Linked DNA regions of Salmo salar: region 2 is linked to region 1. A link is a contact called in public Hi-C data. All regions are on one chromosome and are shown on one strand. Each heading gives the region's core, a stretch centred on a gene start, on an enhancer-like site or on the middle of the called end of the contact. The rest is flanking DNA. Distances are from core to core; before and after follow the strand shown.

What was found. Hi-C and Micro-C count contacts between places; a contact is called where the count stands out from the background.
Region 2: a Hi-C map of muscle shows a contact between it and region 1, with 5 times the contacts expected there. The contact joins the enhancer-like site here to the promoter of LOC106575232 in region 1. A contact is called at or near these places in 2 of 3 Hi-C or Micro-C datasets (gill and muscle).

What each region holds. Positions count from the first base shown.
Region 1 is chrssa17:11,201,604-11,209,070 of Ssal_v3.1, reverse strand. LOC106575232 (zinc finger E-box-binding homeobox 2) reads right to left here and starts at 5,307. Exons shown (of 10, transcript XM_014151610.2): 1 at 5,158-5,307. The coding sequence starts at 5,230. LOC106575233 (a long non-coding RNA gene) reads left to right here and starts at 5,171. Exons shown (of 3, transcript XR_001321708.2): 1 at 5,171-5,335; 2 at 7,080-7,467.
Region 2 is chrssa17:11,255,533-11,263,455 of Ssal_v3.1, reverse strand. LOC106575232 (zinc finger E-box-binding homeobox 2) reads right to left here. Exons shown (of 10, transcript XM_014151610.2): 2 at 994-1,248. Among protein-coding and RNA genes, the nearest start is that of LOC106575233, 56 kb to the right of the region's middle. Within about 2 kb of position 2,100, at least 1 of the 13 cell types and tissues checked has an H3K27ac peak or open chromatin away from gene starts, as enhancers often do. A contact at or near this core is called in muscle, where this site is marked.

The sequences.
Region 1 (7,467 bases), core at 4,058-6,557:
TGCAATTTGACAAATAGCAGTAGACAGAAGCACTGCGTTGCTCCCCAATTCTTATTTCATAATGGACAACAACAAAAAAACAACCCCCCCCCAAAAAAAGTAATTGTGTCTAAACACACCTTGCTCCTAGCTAGTATAGACTTCTTAAGTTAGAATCTGATCCGTTTCAGACACGTTTTCATTTTTTTTTTAAAGTGAGAGAGTGAGTGTCCATGAATAGTACAGGCATGCCATCTCGTAACACTATCTGACTGTCAGGAGGGCCAGGCCTACCCCGGTAGAGTAGGAGCTATATTAGGCTAGTAACCAGGGGACGCCCAACAAACAGCCACAAACACCTAAGTTATTTTGTTCACCACCCATCCTTCTGCTTTTTTTTTGTTGTTTTTTTTTACTATTGCTCTCCTTTCTTGCTTTCCTTTTTTCCCCCCTTTTCATCTCGGGCCTTTCTGATGCTGAATGCAAATGTAGCCTGCTGGCGGTGAAAGGGCTGAATTGTGATTAAGAAGAAGAAGAGCTCCTTTCTTTGTTCTCCCCTCGGGGGATGTTTACTGAGAGAGACACGGCGGATCAGATATGAAAGACATTCAGGTCAGCATTGATGTGAGCAAAAGTGAAACCATACCTAAGGCATTCCAAAGACCGCGGTGTCAGGGGTTCAGCTAACGGTGCCTTTGCTGTGTGTGTTCTCCCTGTTAGGCGGAAATATCTTCACAAGCCAGAGAGGGAGAAAAAAATATAGAACCCAAAAACCCAAAAAATAAATAAAATGGGAAAGATTTTTTTTGAAACAGACAAAATGTTTTGGGATAAAGTTGCGTATTGGTGTCCGACTGAGGAGATGGTCATTAGTGTTCTATGAGATTCGTAATCGTCTGATACTGGCGTGAATCTGGTTCCTCACAGCAAACACAACATGTGTTTGTGGCTTAACGTGATGTCAGGGAGATCTATGTAGTTTTGAATGAACGAAAACCTTTACTAAGTCGAAAGTCACCACACTAGGCAATGGAATGCATATGGAGCTTTTTTTATTATTCTGGAAGTTCTGAAATCTAACAGGTAAGAGATCCAGTAACAGAAATGTGTTCAGTGGTGTACGTCCGACTATAGTCGTTTTAGCAGAAGGATATATTTAGCTCATGATGACCCCCCGTTTGATAAAAAATGACAAACATCAAACTACAGTGATGCATCAACCAAACTGTATCTGCTTGAAAAGCGGGAAAAGGTCTCTGGCATAACGACATGCCAGGAATCAGGATCAGGATGTTGTTTTGGGAACAGTGCACAAAAAACACACATCCTCTACATGCTGCATCTACCATTACCAGACACCATCAGTCTATGAGTCTAAAGTAAATCATCAAATAATATCTCATCATATGAAATATATGAAATCGCTTTTCTAAAAACCCTGAGTCTGTCTGGACACCTCATGTCTCACCACTGTCACTACTGCCATGCGAACAGTGCAGGCCTCTGCTGAAGGGAGATTATTTCTTGCTGGCTCGTAATATCTGCAGTAATTATTTCACTTGCTTAAACAAAATAATCCTTTTCTAAACACTGATGCACCACGGCAACACCGCCCTTTCCATTTTCTTGCCCGAGTGAAAAAGCCATCAGAAAAGGTGACTAGCTATGGCTGCTTAGACAATTGCACCCTTGTGGGAATGACAGCATAAATGGTACAGTGGACACCCCAGCACTATTGACGTTATAAACATGTAAATGAAACACATTACGACTGACAATCAATTGTCCGTGAGCGCCAGCGAACCTGCCCTCCTTTTCCCTGTGACAGCAACAAAATAGAGCCTACCTTGGGAAGAGGAAACATTTGTGAAAAGGGAAAGGGGGGGGGGCTTGGTGGGGGGGAAGGAAAGGGGAGCTTTTTCTCTTCGACTCGGGAGCAAATGCACCTTAAAAGCAAATGAATAATAGAGATGGACAAAATGTTTAGACTGGAAGGAATCTGCCATTGTTTGGGCTGAAGGCAGAGCTGAGGCTAAAGAATTAGTAGAACTCCTTTATATCTTTAGCGTGAATGCACACAGGCTTTTATAATCACATTCACAGCATTGTATTAAACTATTGGAGCCAGAGAGAGAGAGAGAGAGACACAGAGAGAAGCTCGAAAGCTTCTTCTTCTTTTATACCTTTAATTATGTAATCAATATATTCTGGAGTATGGTAACATCTATGGAGAGGCTTTCTGTTGATTGAAAATGTATAGGTCTTTGTATTGCATTACAGAAAATGTCCGAAAAAACGACCATTGGAATTGCTACCTTTACATTTGAAACTTCTCCTGAAAAAGTGGTATCATTTTATGTACCACCTCATAAAATGGCACACCCAATACAGACAAAACCACATAACACACACAACTCCAACATTACCCCAGAGTTGAACGTAAACCAAATAGATGAGCGGGAGATACTGATCAGTACCCCTGTCTGTCATTTCCATAGTAAATGTCTCTTTACCTATACTGAGAGAGCAATAAAAGTGTGGAAACTGAAAGTATGCCATACAAAAGTACTACTTTTTAACAGTACTGATTGACTAATCAAGTTAGAAGGGAATAGGTTTGTGGAGTACTTTTCCAGCTTTACTTATAAACACAAGGAGAGGTAGATCCCCACAGCTGGGTCTGACTTGCAACACCTGGGAAGGCAGGCAGAGAGAAAACTCCAACAAACTACAGAGTTGCCAATATCAAGTTGCACCGAACTGTGAGATTGACTTTACACTCTTTAACTCTGGATGCGATAAGCATGTATAGTATCATATGTGGGCCTATAGAATCACACGCCAAAGGCGTGTTATCAACAAACAGCGAAGCCAAATACACCATGCACGGCTACAGAACCATTATTATCAACTATAATGTGACCAAATAACCTAATCTGAATAAATTCACCTGGAATTCCAGTCTCACTCTAAGGTCAGAATACTGGCTATAGAATTGAGCTATAATTGTGAATCGCAACGTTGAAATCCTACTGAAAATATTCTATAACTACAGATAAATGTCTTCTGGAAAACACGACAAACTGTCATGCAGAAGAAAATCAGTTATTTCTCTACCCATGTCATTAAAAAAATCATTTACATCATCAATCTATCAATATTCAAAATATTTCAATTTCAATTTTTTTAATCTTGTTTACTGCGTTCAAGTAATCTCAGTATGTAGGCTATCGGTCTGATAAGGATCCTCATATATAGCTATATAGTGGTGTTATCTATCGGCCAGACACACAAGCTCAGCTCCTATGACATCTCTCCATGCATCCAGGGGAGAAAATAAAATCCACTCTGTCTGAATAGCTCAACCACAGCATTCCCAAAGGGAGAGAGCTATTGAAGGCATCCCATGACGAGAAAATGTAAATAGGGGGAGGGGGGGCAACTCAGTGATCACAATGGCATATTCAAAAAATATGATAGAATCAAGAATGTCGAATTTCTACTTGCTCAGTCAGCCTATAATATGTGCACGCTGCACACCACATCGGCACTGAGGGGGAAGCGACTAAAATAACATGTTAATTATTTTTGCATTGAGAGTGTGTGAAGTTGCTTGCTGCTTGTTGCTGTTGCAAGGGGGGAATTTGAAAGGATTTTTGTTTCTGACAAATGCAAATGTCAATCAGTCAGCCTGTGTGTTTGTCAGAAAAAACACTTACTTGAATGGAGTGTTTTAAAGTAATCCAAACTTTTGTTTACTGGAACAGGTGGGAACTGGTGCTCAGAGGCAAGAAGAGGCAAGAACATTCGTATCTCCTAGAAACTACAGTGAAAAGGGGAACCTACTTTCACTCCTGTCTTTTGTTATTCAGAACAACAACAAGCTTGAAGCACCAATGACTCTCCTTGTATTGATTGTACAAAATCAATACACAAAATTTAATAAGGAAAAGAGCCACATAAAGGGAGACATTTCATAAGTATAAGCAAAAATTCATACGCATTTGATAAGGCTACTTTGTACAACAACAATGAACATCCAAAGCATTCCCGTCTGAGAAAAGATCTCGGGACCCAGACGTGGTGATGCTGGATTTACTTGTGCACGGGGTGTATTGTAGTCTACAGTCCACAAAAAGGGAAAGGAACAAACGTCTATTCCCTGCGAAAAGCGATCCACGCCATGGCTCAATAACTCCCAACATGTAACACAGTTCGGTGGGTGGACAAACAGTTGACAATAGCAGAGTGACAAATGTATCCTTCACCGCTATTTGCTCCACACAAAGCACTTCATAATGCTAATAATAAAATAAATGACACGAGACACACCACCGGTCAATATCACCATCTTAGCGCACATGCCATATTATTTGGTTATAATACATTAGTAAACTAAGCTATTGCAGAATGTTCACTGCGAATTGTCCACCCATGTTCTGTTTCATATTCTTGCCAGTTGCCAACGGTTTGGGACACTAATCATTTCCTACTAAAAGGGGACTATGCTTCGAGAGAAAGCAGATAGACACTATAACAAATCATTTGGGTACAACGCGAGGACTAAACATACCAATAACGTTTAGACATATAAAAATGAATTACATTAATGTCATAATATACTCAGGGGTGTGAGAGACTCTAAGCAATGTGTAGCATAAGGAACAAACACTTGCTGAATAAAATGCTCAAACCACTAAATCTACAGGTACGTCAACTACAGAACAGCAAATAAAATCAGTCCTCATCTAACGGGTTTGTCTTGGTGGAAAATAAGGGACTTCGCTACTGAACCGTTATCTGGGCAGGGAAACTTTCTGAAATTCCTCCCACTGCTACTCAGTCTTTTCGCACAACGATAAACTCTCAACTTATTACAACTCCCATCAAATCGTCTCTGTAAAAATTACGAAATGAGCAAAGACGTTGTGATCCTAATTTCACAATGAAGGATAGACAGTCCCGCATGTCCACAGTACAATACTGACACATTACGCATTCTTTCCCAGTTAGAAGTGTCCCTTTATTTCCTATGAGACGAGAGCAGAACAGAACACGCATTTGGCAATTCGTAGCCAGCCCCTCTGAACTACAGTCACAGTGACAACATTACAACTCTAGATCCACAACAAACATATTTCGCAAATGACAGTTTGTTATTTTCATGTCTTTTCTTACCGTTTTTCCTTCTTGGATTGGCTTGTTTTCGCCTCTTACACCTGGGGCCATCCGCCATGATCTCGTGCTTCATTGATAAGAGTGGATCAGATGGCAGCTCGCATGGACTCGACTCCTTGAATCAGCAGCAGCAGCACGCAGGCTCAATATCTAACAACCAAACACAGGCAGCAACAATGTGGGTACACTGGACTGACTGGGAGAACATATTTCAATATCAGGCGCCAAATAAAACAGAAAATAATAGAAAAACCATTTATTAATATACAAAACGTGTATTTTATACCTATGCTAAAGTACGATAAGGGGTCGATCAATGTATTGTTGATCTGTATAATGCCAGTGATCGGGATGATGATAAGTGGAAGTGAACATTGACGACGGGGAAGGAGAGGATGCAGAGAAAGGGGGAGACAGGGAGTTACACCTTCAGTATGAGGCATAATTCAGACGGACTGGTCGTGCTGGGTTAAGCATGCGTTTTACATTGTTTTAATTCAAATAAGTAAAGTTTTACCATTGCTCCTTTTCTTTCTTTTGTGCTGTTTTCTTTTTATGTTCTGCTTCGATATATATATAAAAAAATAACTCGTACATCGCAAACAGTAGGCCGACATTGGTTTATCTGGGTTCATGTTTTTTAACCTACATTTTTTTAAAATTGAGAGTAACCTATATTGATGATGACACAATGTTAAAGTTATGAGTTCAACGATTTGCTTTGTGTCAAATGTAAATATCAGAAGGTTGAAAGAACAGTTTCACTCCGCCAGGCAATATATCACTTACAACACACAACAATAAAAAAATATAAAGATGATACAAAAAGCTATGTTGTGAAATACGTAGGCCTAAATGCCTAAATGTAAAAGTACTCCACCATTAATTTACGAAGATTACATGTGTTAATTTAAGATTAATTTTAGATAGCATGCATATTTTACGTTTTAGGCCTAGCATGCTGAAATACGTACATAAATAAATAAGTAAAAAAACAGACAAAACATGAAAACATTCATGCTTTCAATGGACTAATCGAGCAAAATGAGCGGGTTAATTTCTGTCATTGGATTGTATTACTATGGGGAACGACCCACGACAGGAAAAACAAATAAACACACAAAAACTAACAAATACCACAAAATGATGTGTCAACAAAAATACAATTATCCAGACAGGATATGAAACATATTATAGCTATCTGAACAAAATGATGTAAATGACATGGATATGATACGCGAATATTTACCCTATTGTGAGACAGACAACTTCTGCTCTACGAAACCAAAGGATACAGAAAGACACTAACAAAAACGAGTTGGATACAAAAGGGTGCAGGCATGGCTCGGTGAAACTGAATCCAAAGCTGAATAAGAGAGAGCTTCTTCTCTTTTTTTTAATGGTTTTTCGGCTCGAAGAGTAGGTTTTTCAGCAAATTCTACAAAACTGCATCTTCTCTGATGAAACGCACTGCAAGCCTAGATACTTAAAGCGCACCGCTCCCTCATCCACCTGTGCAGGTAGAGAAAGTTTAACGTGAACGCAATACTATAGCACCAAAGCCCCTACAAAAGCTCTAAGTCGCGATCTCAAAAATTATAAATGACCAATTGTATAAAGTTTATTAGTCGAGGTAAAGAAACGGACACATACCTGATTTCCTATAGTAGTATATTTTCGGTTGACTTCGGTTGTAGTGATAACAGGAGACTGCAGCGGTAAGCAATTGTGGAGAGAAATGTGCAGGGATCCTTGCAATGATAATAAAGCCTTAGAAATAGTGGTTCGAGAAGGACCGTTATTCCTGCTAGGGCAGGTTAGGACTGATCTCTTTCAGACACTCCAGGAAACAAACCTGGGGACGGACTGACGTGTTACGCCTCTTCTAATGACATTTTTTCTTTCTCTTTTCTGTAATACAGAGGAGAGGAGAGAACCAACCCTGGGACACGCGCCACCTATCGTCACGGGAGGGGATAATTGAGCAGGACCAAACGTGAGCATCTTTTGCTAAACGTGATACGTTTTTTCTCTCTCTCCCAAGCTGTTTGATCCGAGTGAAATGAACTGTGACTGTCGGACTACGACTACCATGTATAGCAGCCGAAGAAGCAAGAATATTATCCGGAAGAAGAAAAGTTGGAACACTCTCATATTCAACGCACATGACCACAACTGGAAGGGGGGAAAACGGACCAAAATGATAAGCGTTGGAAGTTTGACTGACTCTCACACATACCAGGGATGAAAATGTAAGGTTTGCAGAGTTAAGGAAGTGAGCATCAGCGGTTTGGGTTGTTCATGTTTTAT
Region 2 (7,923 bases), core at 851-3,350, 58 kb before region 1:
CTCCTTTTTCAATAGATGATCATTTTTGGAGCGTAATAACATTTTAGATGGTGAAATATTTCCCCCTTTTCAGCACTCTACAGAACCCAGTTCATTAGGAGAAATGAATAGCTAACACCGGCTCGTTTAAATGGGGTGTCTTACATGAGTTCTCGCTACACTCTGTTTCTGTCACACCGCTGCAAGAATCATTGACTCCTATTATACATGTAAATGGCTATCATAAAAATAAAAATTTCATTTAAGATTGTTAATGACTTTTGCAGCAGTCTGGCTTCCTTTAATGATTATCGCCTAGCCCTAATTAAAAGTATTTATCTTTCAAGCATCCATGACTAGGCTCTCTGCTATCAGTGATGCTCCAAATAAAACAAAATGGAAGGCGCCACAAAAGTTGTATGTATCACTTGCCTGAAATGATCTAAACTAGATTATTAGCAAATGAAGCTATATCAATCACATACTGAAAGTCTGATCATATTGCGATAATATAGACAATCAAAAGAGGCGATTCTTAGAAAACGTCATGTATGCTCTTAATTTTATGATTGAAAAACTATCTGTTAATATCATCTTATATAACTCTGGTTTATTTTAGTGAGGATAAAGATGAGAATAAATATGGTCGAGATTTAGCGTTGGGACGAGCCGAGTGAGTTTCAGTCATGTGGGGTGTAGGAATCTCCAACATTCCTCTGCAATCTTAAGTGGCACCGTCATACGTTTCCTATTTATCGTCAAGTTACAGTAATGTCTCCTGACTCTGCTTGCCCCTGTCAACTCACTGCATGTCAAAATGTGGTTTGATCTCATACACTTCCTATGACTGGCATGCACGGCCAATCGCTGCCCCTGTTACTGTGGAGGTGGTGGAGGGGGAGGAGTTGGCTAACCTATCATCTCATGGAAAATCAAATAAATCGGAAAAACATTTTGGCCGTGATCCGTGCGCTTCTGTGTGTGTGTGTGTGTGTGTGTGTGTGAGACACTCACCAGTACCGTCGACTGAGGCGTGCAGCATGTCGTTGTCATGCCAGACATGGTCTACTCCACTGTCCCTCATGTCATCGTCCTCATCCTCCTTTGTCATCAGGGTGTGGCCCACCCTCGGGGATCCAGCGTCGTGGTTGTTCAGGCTGGCAGGGCTGCCCACCCCGTTAAGTAGGCCGTCCTCCTCCGATACCAACAGCTTGTCCTCATCCTCTGTCTCTGAACCAGTATCCATCACATTCTCATAATTCAACGCTGCAATGAGGGAGAACACAAAACAAAACAAGATGGGTCACTGCACAGGAATTCACGTTTGGTGTTCATTGTACTGACGCTGAAATGGAAAAAAGGTCAAAGAGGATTATGTCCTTAGATGAAGTCATGATTGCACTGCACTGTTAGGAGCAAGTAACACAATCGTTTCGCTGCACCTGTTATAACATCTGCCAAACTGTTTAAGAGACCTATAAACTTTGATTTTATTTGATTACAGGTTTAAACCCATTCCTGTTTGAGACATGGGCCCTTTCTTGTGGGGGTACATCCCAATTACAACAACACCCACCGCGACAGACTGGAATCTGTAACTTTAACCATCATGCTGTGTGGAGTCAGTCAGCTGCTACGTAGACACGCCAAAATAGCCACACATTTTCTCCCGCAGTAGACTGCCTGAGATGCCAACCTAGCTACACCTTTCAGTTGGGCTCACAGATCTAAAGCATACCCAACGTGGCAGAGATACTCTGCACTTCTGATATTTACAAATGTCAAATAGCCATACCACCCTGGATTGAAATGGCTTAACCCCTAGTCATTTCATCACATTCACCACTCCTTAAGTAAGTGACGTACCTACTGTACTGTATTTTCCCCCAGAACTTGACAGACATCAACCGTCAAGTCAGATCTTTACAATGATAGATGAAATAATACATACAGTATAAAACACCCCTAACTTAATCAAAACAGGACCTGCATCCCACTCCTTTCCCTCCATTTCCTCTCCTCTTGTCTTTTTCAGGGAGTGTTGTCAATGAGTCATGGTTTGCGGAGGGAAATACTGCGCAGTCGAGCCCCATATTAAAATAACTCACACAAGTAGCGGCCCGCTTGATTCCACAACACTTGGTCCCAGACACATGGCAGCTTATCTTAAAATAGGCAGCCTGTAAATAAGGGCTGTGAACTCAATTGAAGGTGGCTGTTTGTGAATTAGTCTGCCCTCACAAGGCTGTCTCTCTAGCCTCTCCAGTCTACACACAAGGTCCATAAATTGTCTGTCCTACGAAGGAAGTCAAAAGACTTATTAGAGGAATAAACACAGGACATTAGCTCAGCGAGAGAAACAGGACCGCCACATCACCGCATCACACACCTCACTGCTAGTTCCTAAAACACTACTCTGGAGAAACAGACTCAAAACAACCACAAAGGGGGGAAATCAGAGTATGACATCATGGGAACCAATTTCAAATGTGGCTAGGGGAAGACGAGGAAAAAGCAGAGTGCAAAAATGTTTAAGGTCCGTTTTAATTGCTGTACTGTAGCTATAAATGACTACTAAATAAAACTCTAATAGCTTCCAAATTTCCAAAACTGAGAAGGGAAAATAAATCAGATATTTTCTTGTTATATACTATGGAGAGAAATAAGATTACGTTGAGCATATACAGTATGTTCATACATGATCTTTGTATAATCCACGGGTCTGCACTTGCCTTCCGAACAACAGGCGCAAATTAAAATGAAAACGGCTGCGTAGACAGGGCCAGCAGAATCAGCTGACCTGGTTAGAATACCAATTGACGGGGGAAACAAAACCTTTTCAAGAGGTGTGACCACAAGGGTTTAGGCAAGTTCAGACTGGGTAATGCCCTCAGACATGAAAAAAAGAGAAAGCCAAAGAAAAGCCAAAAAGAAAGTGAGACATTCAAACTCCTGCTGTGTGGTCCCCGATATACCTTGGCCCACAATTGATAATATGTTATTATTATTATTATTGTATTTCCCCTTTGGCCCCTTCCCAACTTACCCCTAACCCCCTACCCCCCTAACCCCCCCCCTAACCCCCTAACCCCCCTTCTTAGCAACACAACGTGCTGTGGACTCCCTACTCCCCTTTCTCCCAGGCAGGTTTCTAAGGGTGGCCTAGCAGGCGGGCGGCAGGGGGTAACAAAGAAGCAGGAGGCCTGGGAAGCTATTACCCCGCCCCTGCAGACCTGATCTCTGGACACAGCCTGAATACTGACAAATACCCAGGAGGGGTGAATGACATTATCTAAGGATGGACAGGTTTTAAAAGGCCTTTCTTTACACCCCAAAACTCTCATAGGGAATTTTTCAGTGTACTATGGGTCTATGTATAGCGTATTGGTTAACGCATGAAAAGAGGTGCTACAATGTGACGTCTTCAATATTGAGCAACGAACCTGGAGACAATGGACCTTGGACATAGAGGAGACGTGAAGATCACCCCACTCCCTGCAAACCTCTAGACATCTACAGTTGTCCAAACCAAACCATGAAAAGCTTCTAACGCCAGATTGGGGATCTGTGCTTCCATACAGGTCTACATGTTTTAGGGGAGAGGTAGGGAGTAGGAGAGGGGAGCTCGCTGGACGTGATCTCCAAGCTAGAACATTGGCTATCAGACAGAGCATTACTCACCAAAGAGCTTGGAGAAGACAAAAATGACAGTGTGCAACTTGTCAATCAAAGAAGCATGTAGCATTGACTTCAGAAAGCCTGCTTTGTTTAGGTGACATCTCTGACAGACGCCTCAGTATAATATAAGCACCAGCCTGACGTCGGGCATTGTACTCTGAAACAAAGTCATTTCGAACCTACTAATGTTAGCCTACACTCTGCCATTATTTTGTTCTATACCTCACCGCTAATCAATCTTTTGTGTTTCTAGATGAGATAGACAAAGAAATCATCATGTTTACTTTCTAGGGCTACGTTTTCTTTCAGATGACACTTTCTATTTTTCTCCTGCTTTAGTTTAAGTGCCGCCCTCAACAAAGGCAATTATAGCTGGCATTTTGACTGATGCTACCTGTTACCAGCTGATTCTCACCAGCTTTCTTCTTTCTCCTGATTGGAGGTAAATAAAGGGAATGACTTTTACAGATAATTAAAATGACACTTGTAATTGCTCACTTGAGTCTTGCTTAATATCAGGCTTATACATGTCTGACGTAACCCTTTCAGAACTCTGGTATTAGGCTGTCAGGCATAGCAGTACAGAGGGCAGTTTCAAAAGTGCATTGATTATGATGTCTATAACCTTCCATAATGACAGCTTTTTGTGGAAGGTTGAGAGAGCGAGTTCTCCTTTCATTGTCAGTGACAAAAAAAAAGGAGTCTGATTGGAATCTCATCATCTTTCTTAAAACAAATAAAGACATTTGACAATCGATATTTCTACTGTGACTGTTTCTCTGTACCCTTATAATAAAAAAAAAGGTCCTATCAAGTCATCTAAAAGTAAAAGATTCTTCCAAAGAGAAAAAACAGCGTGTTAAGAACAAAAATATGACTGTGTTTTACTGTCGAGCTGTTAAACAAACCCTAACTCTCACACTACAAAATATCCGTGTCATACATGCATACAAACCTTGAGTCATACACTGACCATCTGAACATGCCCAAAGCACACACTCAAATAAACATACTTGGGTGAATGTGCTGCAAACGTGCATCTGTGTGCCTACTCTTCCCCTTTCCCTACACTCTTCCACAAAGCCCTCTCAACAGGCTCCCGAGCTGGGAGGTGCTGGATCTGCACTCGATCCGTAACGAACAACCCAGAAAAATATCCAAATAACCCCTTCTGTCTGATGGAACAGTTGAGACAGAAGGCGCCAGAAGATCAATTCCACCCGGTGTGTCACTGTGTCCATCACAGTACCCTATATTTGGGGGCAGAGACTTTCCAGTTTCCAGCCAGCTTCCCGTTAGATGCGATGGGGAAAGGTGGTAGGTGACTCACACTGAGAGCCTGGCTAACTGGCCGCTGAGGCTTAGCTCCAGGTAATGTTGTGTTTCCTGTAGCTATCAGTGTCGGTAATGAGCAAGGACATTCACCCTATTGGAGAATAACTGCCCTGTCTCATGAATGAGAAAAATGCAGATCACCTGAATGGCTAGGAGGGCAGAGGGGGAAGGGGGAAGGGGAGACGGGGGGGTAGAGGTGGAGAACGGGGGAATAGGGGAGGTAAAGAGGCATTAAGGTAGAAATTAGGTCATAGCCTTGTGGCTACCCCACTGGAAGAGGTTTTAACAATGACCTTTGAACTTTCACAATTCCTTTTCACAACAGAGTTTAGGGCTCTGAGTAGGCTGTTCCGTGAATAATCATCCTTTTAGGGTAGGAAGCGTTTGGGGGTCGTAGGTGGGAGGAACAGAGGGAACGTTTAAGTATATTCTTCTGTCTTTGGAATTTTAAATATGTCTAACTTTGGCGTTTTACTCATTAGGAGTACTGGCTGTTTTACATTCGGTAGAAATACCAAAAATGCTTGACTGTCTGTCTGTATTCCAGTGAGATACACAAGAATGCTTAAGATCTTGTCCAAGTCTACTGGCCTGGTGTTTCACATGGGCCAGACCAAGAAAGCCATAAGCAGTAAAAGGACAGTGGCAGAGGGCGATGAATGGTGAAAATTCAGCAATGTGTAAACCAACCTGGGAGTGGGGAGTGTGTGTGCGTATGTGCGTGCGTGTGTATGTGTGTGTGTGTGTGTGTGTGTGTGTGTGTGTGTGTGTGTGTGTGTGTGTGTGTGTGTGTGTGTGTGTGTGTGTGTGTGTGTGTGTGTGTGTGTGTGTGTGTGTTCTCTCTGTGTCTGTGTGCATGGGAGTGAGTAGTGAGTGATTCTGAGTGTGTCAGGAAGGGGTTGGTTATGTTCAATAATGTCTGCCATGAGGCATCCACAGTAGCCTGATTCTAATTGAATTAAACTCCCATTTATTTGCAGAGGCCTGAGCAACAGGCTGGAAAAAGAAAGCTTCAAGGTTTGCTCAACTGCTCAGAGGGCCCACCTTTACTCGCCCTGTACAGATCCACCATCTGTACATCCCTGCACACATGTTCCTCTCCCTCGACAAATGTTCTGGGCCTCCTCCTCCCCAACGCAGGAGCCCCCCCAAAAAAGGGGGGGGGGGCAAGGCACACAAAAGCTCCCTAGGCTGCCCTCAGGACTGAAAATGAAATGAAAAAAATGTATATGTATAAATAGAAATAACAATATCCTAAGATCACCGGCTCAGGTGAGATCGATTTCCAGCTAAAGGTTCCTCTGGCTGCTGACATACGTCAAGCAAAGGAAAAGGTTAAAATTAGAAAATGTAATTTATTTGATAATTTCCCAGAATAATTAGTGTTAATATGGGTTAATTAATATGCAAATCTCTCAGCAGATGTTCTGCAGCGGGTCCTTGCTACGAGAGTGTGTGTGTGTGTGTGTGTTTGTGTGTGTGTGTGTGTGTGTGTGTTTGTGTTTGTGTGTGCGTGTGTGTGTGTGTGCCTTTGCAGCCTCTACTTTCTCCTGTCTGATTTTGGCTGTCACTTATTGGCTATAATTACTGTAACTAACCAAATACACACAAAACCTTTCGGAGGAGGAAGGATGAAACACTTTCCAGTTTGAGTCGCTCATCATGGGCAAACTGGTACTTTGCTCACATAAAGGGAGACAATTTCAAATTTTCTTTGACTATAGTATAAAAGCCCTTTTTAGGCTTCTTACCAATTTTCCCAATGAATGCAGCAAGCGGGTACTTAAACTATTCGAATTGTGTGTGCTTTTGTACGTAAATGTGTACAAATGTAAATTGTATAGTAATCACTACTGGGAATACCAAGGGAGCACCACCTGCGCATCAATGTCGATGTTGGACTGTTGACAAATCACCTATGCCTGCTCAATTTGTGCAGATATTTATAAGCAGATAAATAATGAAATGTCCTGAAATAGGAATAGGGGATCAAAGAACTAAATGAATGGTGCTTTATCCAGAAGAATCAGGTTTCCTATCAAATATTCATGTTACCCCAAAAAGCACTCAGCTGGAAGACTCCCCTCAAACACACAAACCCTTGCTTTAGTTTTATTCACAATCAAAATATAGCATATAAATCCAATGTGTAAGGCACAGGGAGAATTCATCTTACAATACGTACAAATGTAACAAACTTCTTTTGGAATCGTATTATTTCTTGTTATATTTTAGCTTCCTAGATGTTCTCAGCCTGCTAGCTCTGCTCTGCTCTGGAGGCCTGCTCCCTCAAGAAGAGAGTATTCATGTTCTTGATAGTGGAGTAGTGTGTTGCTATAAGCTGAGAATCTTATCTGGACCTGTCCTCTTTCTCTCACTCTCTCTCTCTCTCTTTCCCTCTGTGGCCCTGTCTCCGTCGGGCCTCCCGTCTCTCGCTCTCTCCCTCTATCTCCCTCTCCCTCCCTCTCTCTCTCCAGCCCTCCTCACCAGTTGCAAAGAGACACCATGGCTCGCTGCCACAGGTTCACGCCCCCCACCTCCGCCTTCCCGCCCCAGTGTGCCCTCCCCGCCCCAGTGTGCCCTCCCCGCCCCAGTGTGCCCTCCCCGCCCCAGTGTGCCCTCCCCGCCCCAGTGTGCCCTCCCCGCCGAATGCTCTTTTATAAACACACATACACTGGCATCGAGAAATACACACACAGACACACACACAAACATACACACACAGAGATACACACACACAGTTCCAGTTTCATTCCAGGTAAAGGAATCTGCTGACGGGGCCAGAGTAGGGCCAGGGCCTGATGTTGGTTTGATGTGAGGGGAGGGGGGCAACAAATTGATAGTCACAGCACAGTGTTATCAGCTAGCTGTTTAATATGACCTGACTGTTGCTCTGTCTGTCTGTTGTTGCTGTGAGTGAGCTCAGGCCGG